2 separate regions of the Canis lupus genome follow, and region 1 is linked to region 2. The links are chromatin contacts, called in public Hi-C maps. All regions are on one chromosome and are shown on one strand. The core of a region is the stretch at or near the end of the contact, and the rest is flanking DNA. Distances in the headings are between cores, read along the strand shown.

The links. A called contact is a pair of places that touch in the nucleus more often than the background predicts.
Region 1: a contact with region 2 is called in a Hi-C map of blood, with 10 times the contacts expected there. The contact joins the enhancer-like site here to the promoter of GAPT in region 2. A contact is called at or near these places in 7 of 9 Hi-C or Micro-C datasets (amygdala, blood, liver and 1 more).

What each region holds. Positions count from the first base shown.
Region 1 is chr2:44,799,475-44,802,174 of UU_Cfam_GSD_1.0, forward strand. The region is part of intron 3 of RAB3C (ras-related protein Rab-3C); the gene reads left to right. Among named protein-coding and RNA genes, the nearest start is that of RAB3C, 160 kb to the left of the region's middle. Within about 2 kb of position 1,252, at least 3 of the 20 cell types and tissues checked have an H3K27ac peak or open chromatin away from gene starts, as enhancers often do.
Region 2 is chr2:44,562,152-44,564,851 of UU_Cfam_GSD_1.0, forward strand. It overlaps GAPT (protein GAPT), which reads left to right and starts at 1,358. Exons shown (of 3, transcript XM_038530646.1): 1 at 1,358-2,660.

The DNA.
Region 1 (2,700 bases), core at 2-2,501, 240 kb after region 2:
GGCTCAGTGGATTCAAGGCATCAAGCTAGGCAAGGGTCGTATTCGTATTGACCAAATATTTACTTGTCGCCCACTCTATGCCAGGCATTGTTCCAGGGCCTGGGGATCCAGGAGGGAACAAGAGAGACACCAAAACTTAGAGCCTGGTGGTAAGGAGAGAAAATAGACTAGCGATGGGGGTTTGAAGAAAACTCAGTTGTCATGATGTGACCAGGAAGCTGCTTTAGATCGGTGGCCTGGGATGGATTCCTTGAGGACCTGCCGCTGAAGGTAAGCTGTGGATGGTGCGAAGGAGCCAGGCTCTGGGACAGAAGATTCGAGCAGCCAGCTAGCGCAAGGCCTCCAGGTGAGGGAGAGGGCAGCACGGAGGGAGGGGCCTGACCCTGGAGCCGCTGGGACACCCAGGACATCTGTGCCTGGATGTCCCAGCGACAGTCACCCCGGGTGGCCCCTCCTGTGGCCTCGGTGCTCCAGGCCAAATAGGAAGATGCTTGAAGCCAGTACTACTTCTTGTGTAAGGATCACAATGGCCACACAGGGAAAAGCTTGCAATCTCCCTCGTGGGAACCTGATTTCATGCGTGCATTTGGTCCATAGGGCAGGATAGGTTGGTCATTCACTTAACAGAAAGCTCTCGAGGGCCCACGATGTGCCGGCCACGGACAGGGCTGGCGGGGCAGGTGGATGACAGATAGAGAGATGCAGGTACGAGACCAATAACCAGTAGGTATCACCTGTCTAGGGCAGGCAGGTGGTGAGGTGCACTATGAAGAAACCAGAGCTGCATGCAGGGACACAGCCGGGGGCTTCTGGAGCAGGTGTCCTGGAGGGGCAGTTGGGCAGGGGTGTGAGTGGCAAGAAGAAGGCGGCCAGGAGCCGAGGGCAAGGCCAGGTGGCTGGGGCGCTGGGAGCGACTGAGGGTGGGGAGTGGGATGGAGCAGGAGCTGGGCCCCAGGGTCCCTGAGGCTGGGCCCTCTGTGGTGAAGGAGAGCCCAGGTAGCGTCCTCCTAACCTGCCTTTGGGGAAGGTCCGTCTGCGCTGTACTGAGATGGCACCGTGGGGATCCAAGAAAGGCAACCCGGGCCCCATTAAGAGGCTGTGACCGGAGATGTCCACGGAGACCAAGGCAGCGGGCCCTGGAGAGGACCCCAGGGAGTGCCCAGATTCCCCAGTAAGTACTGCCAGGAAGCCAGGCGGGGCTTGAGGATGACAGGAGGGCCAGAAGAACCACCGATGGCTCCTGCATCGCTGATGGCAGCGGTCGCTGGTGGGGAAGACAGGGCAGGGTTGGTGGGCAGTGGGCATCAGGGAGAGGGTTGAGGCAGCAGGTGTATCTCGGAGTAGCTCACATCTGCAAGTTCTACTGGACATCTACGCAGAGATGACGACAGGCCGGCAGACGCGAGCATATGGTTCAGGAAGGAGGTCAGGGTTAGAGACGTAACGCATCTCTGTGCAGTCACCAGCGTTCAGATGTTACGGAACATGCACCCTGCTACTTCCCTGCTAGCACAGACCGGGGAAGGGGTGCTGAGGGGGTGCTCTTCTTTTCCTCACGTCCTGTCTTCTCTGGAAGCGACTGTGTCGGGAAACTACATCTGCTTGAAAACAGAGAGAGACCCCAGGCAACCAGACCTTTAACAAAAGAGAAAAAGCATTTTCGGAGTTTGACTTGACCCGAGGAAGTTTCTGAAATCCTGAGTTGATCTTTCAGTGCATAATTTTATTAGATTTGGACCTTTTATTTCTTTCTGCTTTTACGAACCTGCTATTCAGCTGTATCCTCCTATATAACTTCTGCTGAGAAGCGAGATCGTTTATGCGTGTTTCTTTAAAAGAAATCTAACCATCTGTAAGATTCTTCAAGATGTGGATTTACATTCAATATTCCCCACCAAGGAATATTAGCAATATGCAGTATCTCGATCAGATTACTTCTGATAAAATGTGAAGCTCTGAAGGGTGTTAATGAAAACAGTAGCTGAAGCACATGCAAAATGGTCTCCTACCTTAAAATCACATTCCGTGAAAATAAATTTAGGCACATCTATTTAGAGAAGTATAATGTATGGACGAGGATGCCGCTATCCATTTCATAATGATAATTATAATTATCTTTGCTGGGTTGTTTCTATGTAATTTAATCATTCACCTCAACACAGAATAACATTATTGGAGCATAAAGATGGTAATTATTAATATGCTCTGCCCTGAGGTGAGTAGGATGTTTAATTAATGAACCACCCTCTCTCTTACCTTATGGATGACTCATTGATAAGATGTGTGCAGTATAGCAGGCTGTTAGGTATTCTCTCCTGCTAATGGATTATTCAAATCATTTTCTCAACCAGAGTGGAAAGAAGTCACTGTCTATAACCCAGAAATGATATTGGCAAGGAAGCTGCATAATCAGTGGAACAGCTTGGAATAGTGTTCGTTCTGGACGACCGACAGAAAACAAAGAGGAAATACAGTTCTTCAGGGCTTTGATGCGAGGCTGAATCCAGTTCGGGTTTTCTTGGAAATGGCCTACTTCTTTCCCTCAGATGTTTCTTATTTTTGAAGATTTCTAAAAGATAATTCCTTGAAACCATCATCAGAAAAAAGTCTTTAATAAATGGAACTTTTATGATAGTTTGTCTTCTTTAAAGGGCACAGATCCCATCAAGTCCTCGGCAGGAAGAGGTAAAATTTTAAAAG
Region 2 (2,700 bases), core at 108-2,607:
TTGATCAAGTATTTCGAGAAACATTTAAACCTTCATCAAAGATTACTGGCAGGATTTGCTAGTTTTAATGATTTTTAAAATGGCAATATATTCAAAATGAACATAACATTGAAGTCGTAATTTGCATTTTCCTGATTATGAATGATTTTGAAAATCTTGCTTAGTGGATATAAGTAAAGATAAAAGATATTTAACATGTTTAACGTTTATTTTTTTAATTAAAAAAATTTTTTAAAGATTTTATTTATTTATTCATGACAGACACAGAGAGAGAGAGGCAGAGACACAGGTAGAGAAGCAGGCTCCATGTGGGGAGCCCGACGTGGGATTTAATCCTAGAACCCTGGGATCACACCCTGAGCCAAAGGCAGACGCACAACCACTGAGCCACCCAAGAGTCCTGTAATGTTTAGATTTAAATACTAAAATTATTTTTTTATATTCATTAAGTTACTTTTCAAAGACTTCAATGTTAGATTTAAATTTCTAACCAATTAAATATTTCAGTAAAACAATCTTTCCCTGTCCTGTGCTCAGAAACTTGGTTGCTTAAAATTTCAACTAACATTTTGTTTTGTTCTTGAATTTACGTCTTTATACCATCTGGAGTAGATTTTTTTGTATATGGTATATTTATGGGTTAAACTGTCTCCTTGACCTCCATGTATTGAAGCTCTAACCCTCAGAACACGACTGTACTTGGGACGTCAGGACACAGGAGACAGGTCTCAGGAGAAACCAAGCCTGCCCACACCTTGAGCTTCGACTTCCGGACTCCAGAACTGTGAGAAAAATTTCTGTCATTGGAGCCCCTAATCTGTGGAATTTTGCTCCGGCAGCCCTGGAAAAGTCATCCAGTGTGAGAGAGGGATTTTGCTTCGTTTTGCTATGGAAAAGCCACCGGATTCTAGTTCTCTTTACTGAACGGTCCCCTGCTTTGCTCACGGACGTCATGACTCTTTGGTCATATATCAAAGTCCCATATACTGTGGGCCCACTTCCAGACACCGTACTTCTTGCATCTGATCAGTCTATCCCTGAGAGGGCTCTGTTTGCTTACCCTCGGCAGCTTCACTACAAGTCCCTGACAGCTGGTGGAGAAAGGCCTTCCACCTTTGCTTAATCTTTGAAGGGACTTTGCTATTTTTGATCCCTTCCACTGTCCTATAAAGCTTGGAATCAGCTTGCCGGGTGTCACCAGACATCACCCTGGGGTTTTCACAGCTATAGAGCTACAGAGAAACACTATTTTGTAATTAAAGAATGCTCTCCGTGGGAAAGGACACGTCTTCCTTCCCTTTTGGCGAGGTGGCCTGCGATTCTGGTTCTGTCCGCCTGAGGGCACCACAAACCGAAAAATGCGATCCCGACAGTGGGCCTGAGGCGCTCCGCGCACGCCCGCCCGCGCGGCACACGGTGGTCCTCCGCGTGGTCCACACCGGACTGTTCGGGAGCGTAGACCCGGATTTCATGCGGAACGTCCGCGGTCGACCGAATGCTGAGGTCCATTTGGCAAAGATCCGTACGCCGGTGTGCAGTAACCAAAGAACTGAAGTAAGGATGAGAAACGTCCCGAGCATCTGTTCTTCGCGGCCCTCTTCGCCGAGAAGGCCGTCAGCGGAGAGTGGAGCAAGTTCCTCACCGACCCCTGAAGTAAAGGGACGGCGTGGGACGGCTCTGGACGTGCAGGCGGGCTTCTCCAGGCAGCAGGCCTGCTCCAGGCTGGCGAACGGGTCTGCGTGCATCTGGGGAGCAGAGGGCACCCCTGGGCTCATGGCTACAGGGAGGATGGTGTGAATGTTCGTCCCCACCCCCACCCCCACGCCCACGCCCACGCCCCCTCCGGCCCCGTCACCCTGGGAGCAAAGTCTACTTTCACTTGGGAGAAACAGGCCTGGGCTCGCCCTCACCTGCTGCAAGCGCCCCGGGGCCTTTCCCTGTCGACCGGGGAATGGCAGCGACGCCCCCCGTGCCCTAGGGGGCGAGCGTAGGGCGCGGAAGGTCGGCCGCGGCTCCCTTCAGGGACGGGGGACGGGCGCGGACCTCCAGGGCGCGCAGGACTGAGGGGCCCTTCCTCCGAGCGCCCCCCGGGGGCTCCCGCGAGCCGCGCGTGCACACACTGACCGGCATCTAGGAGCACGGAGGGTCTGCTGCGTCTCATTAGCCGAGGCGCGGCTCCCGCTCGTTGGCAGAGCCCGAGGGCGTGCGGACACCCGCACCGAGGCCCGTGCCGAGCCCGGCTCCTACCTGCACGGGCGGAAGCGCAGCCCGTCCCAGGCGGGACGCTGTAGGGTGACAGGAGGCACCTCGGGCCCCGGGCGCGGTGCCCCTCACGCAAGGGTGAGCAGGACAAGAAGGTGTCCCCGGGTCAGCAAAAGCGAGCAGTCGGATCTGGGGCTCGGAGCAGCTCGCGGTGCCCCGCGGGGACAGGGCCTTGCACGCCCGCCGTCCCTCCCCCTCCCCGGCCCCGGGCGCCGCGTGGGCTCCGAGCCGCGCGCAGGACGCCCGGGGGAGAGGCCTCCCGAGTAAGAAGGGATAGAGGCTTCCACGGCAACCGCGTCTAGCCCGGGGTGCTTTCGGCACCACTACCTCCGTATTATCCATGACAGCCAAGTATGAAAGCAACCTGTGTCCCTCAACAGATGAATAAAGAGAATGTGGTATGTACATATGATGGAATATTACTCAGCTGCAAAAAGG